2 separate regions of the Mus musculus genome follow, and region 2 is linked to region 1. A link is a contact called in public Hi-C data. All regions are on one chromosome and are shown on one strand. Each heading gives the region's core, a stretch centred on a gene start, on an enhancer-like site or on the middle of the called end of the contact. The rest is flanking DNA. Distances are from core to core; before and after follow the strand shown. Region 1 overlaps Synj1 (synaptojanin 1). Region 2 overlaps Son (Son DNA binding protein).

Region 1 (2,839 bases), core at 254-2,753:
GAGTCGGCTTCAGACTGAGCTGCCGGCTCACCCTTTGGATGTAAGTGCCAGGGACTGATTCCAGGCCTTGCCCGTGTCAGGTGAGCACAGGGGTGCATGCAAAGCCCTACTTCCAGTTTTCATGTTAACCAAACAAATTACTGCTTAAATAAAAGCAGACAATAGTGAATACAAATGAGCTCGTTGAAAAGAAGAAATGTTATAGTCTTACATAAACAGATGAGGCAAGAATTTGATTTATTCAAAATGAAAAATAAGATAGAGTTTATTAGTTATACTCACGGAATAACTAAGCTCTAATATGTTAACAGGAATGTAGACATTTGGAGCTCTTTTAGCATGGAGTATAAATGTACACATTTTGATGCTTACCAAACAGATTTAAACTGTCTCTCAGTTACATGGTTCAAACTCCAAAGTATTAATAAGCCAGCATTCACACAGGATAGCAAATGTAAATGGTTACCTCCAAATTCTTTTCTAGCAGGCGCAGGACTCCTAGCCCCTTATAGTTCATAAGAAATTAGGCAGCAGAAAGGGAATGACATTAAATAAAGAGTTGAAATGTCAATATCTACTCTAATAATCATGAAAGCACACATCATATATGATTGTGTAAATATCTAGACATTACACAAAGCTGTTATTCAATGTATATGCTCACAAGAAGTGAACACTGCATTTAGCTAAGAGAATATTTAAAGAGGTATATAAAACATATTAAAAACATGTATGTACTTCAGTTCTCAAATACATTTTTCAGAAATTAATAACTGTTAATTGTCTTTATAAAGCTACAGATGAGGAATTAAAAAAAATAAACTTAGATTTACCCAAGAACATCATACATGCCCAACCAATCAAAGTAGCCAAACCCAAACAAGTGTCTCCTGTGCAAGGCAAGGAGGCAGCTGGCCGTGCTCACAAACCCTGCTCGCTAGACATGCTGTCCTGCTGCTCCTCAGAGCTCCTTTTAGACAAGTTCAAGAGGTATCAATAATGACCACACAAACACACACACAACATCCTGAGGATACAGATGAAAACATGCACAATGCATTTAAATGAAGTAGAGGAAATTTTTAAGTTAAACAGGCAATCTAAGAGTAGTTGGTTACCTGAAGGTGGAGGTGGTCTCTGTGGTGGGGCAGGACGTGCCGGAGGAGCGACTGGGCGGGGAGGGGGTGGTCTCTTGGGCTCTAGAGTCTGGGAAGAATCCTTCTGGGCCGCTGGCTGAGTGTCAACTGGAGAGCCTAAGAAAGTGAGTAAAGTGAGACCAGGTGCCAACCGGGAGGGCGCTAGTGAGACGGAACGTGCATGCCTGATGAACTGACCCAACTCTCTCCTCTCAAAGGTCTGTGCCTTACAGAAAGAATAAAACACTCTCGGTGACTATGGCAGCAGTCCACCAAAGAAGCCCCTTCTGGAAGCATGGGAACCATGCTGCTGCCCTGTGCACCTTCACTTGGCTGCGGTGTTGAGAGCTGACTTACTAAGGAGGACTATTAAGGGACAAAATGTACTGTTTGAGTTAAGTCATACATAACTTGCCGGCCAGCCAGGAAGAGAGGGGAAAAGCCCAACGAGTCAAGTGTTCTTATCTCAGAGTAGAAAACCACACGTTGTAAAGCTCAGACGCGACTGAGCACATAACAGGACTGAGACAGGGCATCCCGTGGCAGCAGTGCTGTGAAGCTTCTCCACTGAGAGTAGAGTTACTGTCAGGAATCCACTCCTGTTACAGGCCACTCAGTACCTGGGCTAAAGCTAAAAAACCTGTGCTGGTTAGTTTGTGTCAACTTGATACAAGTTAAGAGTCACTGGGGGGAAAAGAACTTCAACTGAGGAATTCCTATGTCAGACTGGCTTGCAGACCAAGTCCCTTGATGAATGACTGATGGGGTCAGACCTTGTGGGTGGCACTACCCTTGGGCAGGTGGTCCAGGAGGAATAGGAAAGCAGACTGAGTTAGCCACTGGGAGCAAGCCTCTGTATCAGCTCCTGCCTCCAGATTCTTGCCCTGAGCGTCTGGCTTCCCTTAATCACCTGTAAACCAAACAAGCCCTTCCCGCCCCAAGCTGGCTTTGGTCAGTGGGCTAGGGTTTCTATTGGTGAAATGAAACACCATGACCAAAAAAGCAAGTTGGGGAGGGATTAAAGCTTATCTGGCTTACACTTCCATATTCCTGTTTATCATGAAAGGAAATCAGGGCAGGAACCTGGAGGCAGGAGCTGATGCCGAGGCCATGGAAGGGTGCTTCTAACTGGCTTCCTGTCCCTGCTTGCTCAGCCTGCTTTCTTATAGAAGACCAGGTCCATCAGCTCAGAGATGCACCACTGGGCTGGAACCTCCCCCATCAATCACTAATTATGAGACGTCCCGATAGCTGGATCTTATGGAGGCATTTTCTCAATTAAGGTTTGTGTGTCAAGCTGACATAGGACCAGCCATCGCAGTCAGTGTTTTTATCACAGCAACAGAAAGCAAACAAGGATACAGCCGTACTCCAACGTTCAAACAAACCGTCAAGACAAAGTCACACCAAATTTTCAAATAAAACACGCACCCTGCGAACTTGGAGGTCCTGGAGTTCTTGACGGTGCTCGGCTAGGTCTGATGGGAAGAGAAGGGGCGGAGTACTCTGGTACTGTGGGGGACTGGCAGGGACTGGTCCGGGGTGAAGAACTTGGAGAAGTGCCCAGGCCAGAACTTGAGGACGGCTGCAGATGCTGAGGAAGAAGCTCCTCTACTTCAGCGCTGTAGTCATCGACGTCACCTAGCAAGGCCACCAAAGACAGCACCTTTTACCTTTTTATAGTAGGGCTTCCAGGGCTAAAG
Region 2 (2,839 bases), core at 193-2,692, 730 kb after region 1:
GAAAAATAGGAGTCATCTGAGGATTTTAGTTGAAGGTATGGGTTTTTTTAGGTTTCAGTAGTGAGGGGCATCTTTCTCCATCTATTACATTTTTTTAGGTATAATAGTAAATTTGCCTTTTTCCCCCCTTTTCCTTTTAAGGTCTTGTTGCAGTAGGAGAGAGAGCACAAAAGCGTTCTGGGAACTTCTCTGCTGCAATGAAAGACTTATCAGGTGAGCACTGCCCTGTGACCTGCTCTTGCTTTTACCCTTCAATTACCTTCAATTCACAATTCCTGCAAAGTTGATGGGAATCTTTTATAACTAGTTGTTTTTCTCTCTACAGGCAAACATCCTGTGTCTGCCTTGATGGAAATCTGTAATAAGAGAAGGTGGCAACCACCTGAATTTCTCTTGGTCCATGACAGTGGCCCTGACCATCGCAAACATTTCCTCTTTAGGGTAAATATGAACTTACATACTAATTACATAGTCATGATAGAGGGTTAAGGGATGAGTGTGATACAATCAGTATTAATATTCTGTGGGTGGGTCACAGATGTGACTATGTGGTTGGGTTTTTATAAAAAGGGTACAAAATTAAAGGGAGGGTATGGGCAAAATGTATTTTCTAGTGGAATGTGGGGATACTTTTATTAGGGCTTTTAAAAATAGTATGGAGGCTTGCATTTATTTTGCAGTTTCCTTTTTAAAATCATTTGTTGCTTCTGGGCTGAGATTAATTTCTATAATGTGGGGTTTGTAATTTATAGTTATTTTTAGAATTTAGTAAAAAATTACAAAGCTAATAGATATTAAAGTTTGATGCTGTTCTTATTGTATGTTTTTCTTGAATAGGTATTGAGAAATGGAAGCCCTTACCAGCCCAATTGTATGTTTTTCTTGAATAGGTATTGATAAATGGAAGCGCTTACCAGCCCAGCTTTGCCAGCCCTAATAAGAAGCATGCTAAAGCCACAGCAGCAACTGTGGTTCTTCAAGCAATGGGCCTTGTACCAAAGGACCTCATGGCTAATGCCACTTGCTTCAGGAGTGCCTCACGTAGATAGATTGAGGTTTTATATTAATCATTCAGATAATTTTACTCTGCATCACAATGTATTTCCTCCTTAATGTTGTAAATATTTCACAATTTAAGACATTGTGTAAAAAGCAATCTGTACAAACATCTCCAGGCTTTCGTTTTTGTACCATGGAAATTGTATTTAACCATACAGGGTTTTGGTATGTTTATATTGTTTACCTTAGTGATGTATTTGTTTAAGTGGCTAACATCCAAACAATTGTTTGAGGGCATCAGTAATATTCAGTGTGGAATGTTAAATAACGCTTTTATACTGTATTTTGTACTATGATGTAACTTCCCTTCCTTACGGCTAGGCTGCTGTAACACTTGCCTGTAATCAGTGAAGGGCTGTGCACCTTGTACTATTTCACAATGGGTTCTGCTGGACAGATACTGGGCCAGTGTTATTAAGGCAATGAAGCAAGATCTGTTCCACAGGGCTATGCCACCATCTCCCCCTTTTTGTAGAGATTATGAAAAGAAAGTGATACATTGTGTCATGATCAGTACTAAGTCCTGCATTCCCATTAAAGCCACTTGACTTGGGTCATAAGAAGGAAGTCAAAATGGAAGTCCAACTTCAGAGGCCAAGTACATATTAGTATGGCTTCAGTTGTGATATAGTTTTACTTTGATGTGCATTTTGAATTTCAGCTACACCTAGATAGACGTAAATAAAAATGCTGTAACCGACTTATCTAATAAAAATTGGCACCCAGCCGCTATTTTGTTGACTGAGGAAGTTTATGTTAATTTTTTAGGGTCTGATAGAATATTCATGTGTATTACAGTGGTATTCATATGCTATGTCTCTAAACTTTATTTTCAAAAGCTTAAGGCCCAAATACAAACTTCTCTGGAATAAATGTTGTGTCTTATTCTCTGGCTTTTATGGAACACATATAACTAAGCACTATTTGTTTCTTACCCAATTCTTGTGATTTCTATGCACGTTTATTTAAAAATACTGAATTTTATACACACATGCAAACACAGATTACCTGTAAGCATACTAAGTAGTAAGTTGACATGGCTGAGGGCCCAGCACTTAGATGAAGTACAAAGTAGCCTCCCCTCTGACTTGACACAGAAGATGAACATACGTGAGAGCAGAGGAACTAGAAATCATTAGTAAAAATGCTCATTTCCCTACGTCTTGAAAGAACTCACTGCTCGTCTAAGGTACAATGTGGATGCTTTAGTCTCCATTGGAATAATTGCTACAGGTAGTCTGTTTCTCAATTGTAATAAAACACTGACTTTTCTACTCAGGTTAACAATAAGTTGCAGGGATAGAACTCTTATTTGAATTATCTGAGGTATTAAGGAAGCTCCTTGCATCTTCATCTCTGAAAATGTATGAAAATAATAAAAGCAAAATCTTGATTTAAAACCTAATGCTATTGCATGTAATAAGTTAATATAAAAATGTTTAGGAACATTTCAGTATTTTAAAATATATTCTTCCGAATGAACTTTAAAAGCCAGGGGCCTACGCATCTTGCATTTCCTTGCTAGGAAGCTTTTTCCTCAGACTCCTTTTAGGCTTACTTTGGTGTTCAGGATCTCCAACTTAAAATGTAGTCACTCATTTCCACACTCCGCAGGGATGACTTCCCCAGCACTGGCCTCTGACTGAGCTGCTCCAGGGTTTTAGGATGCAGCCCACAATTAGCAAGGTCCTCACGAGCAACTTTCTGGGAAAACACAAGTCCACATCCATAAAGCACATTAGTTCTTGAACTCCGAGGTTTTGTTGTTTTTAAAAGATTT

The links. Hi-C and Micro-C count contacts between places; a contact is called where the count stands out from the background.
Region 2: a contact with region 1 is called in a Hi-C map of cortical neurons. The contact joins two enhancer-like sites. A contact is called at or near these places in 3 of 39 promoter capture datasets (the C10 cell line, hippocampal neurons and neutrophils), 3 of 484 Hi-C or Micro-C datasets (bone marrow-derived macrophages and cortical neurons) and 2 of 9 other capture datasets (adipose tissue and liver).

Annotation. Positions count from the first base shown.
Region 1 is chr16:90,949,233-90,952,071 of GRCm38.p6, forward strand. Synj1 (synaptojanin 1) reads right to left here. Exons shown (of 32, transcript NM_001164483.1): 24 at 2,568-2,777; 25 at 1,119-1,253; 26 at 467-505. Among named protein-coding and RNA genes, the nearest start is that of Cfap298, 16 kb to the left of the region's middle. Within about 2 kb of position 1,504, at least 9 of the 459 cell types and tissues checked have an H3K27ac peak or open chromatin away from gene starts, as enhancers often do.
Region 2 is chr16:91,677,264-91,680,102 of GRCm38.p6, forward strand. It overlaps Son (Son DNA binding protein), which reads left to right. Exons shown (of 12, transcript NM_178880.4): 10 at 142-213; 11 at 326-441; 12 at 838-1,929. The coding sequence ends at 897. Donson (downstream neighbor of SON) reads right to left here. Exons shown (of 10, transcript NM_021720.1): 10 at 2,002-2,763. The coding sequence ends at 2,626. Among named protein-coding and RNA genes, the nearest start is that of Donson, 10 kb to the right of the region's middle. Within about 2 kb of position 1,443, at least 22 of the 459 cell types and tissues checked have an H3K27ac peak or open chromatin away from gene starts, as enhancers often do.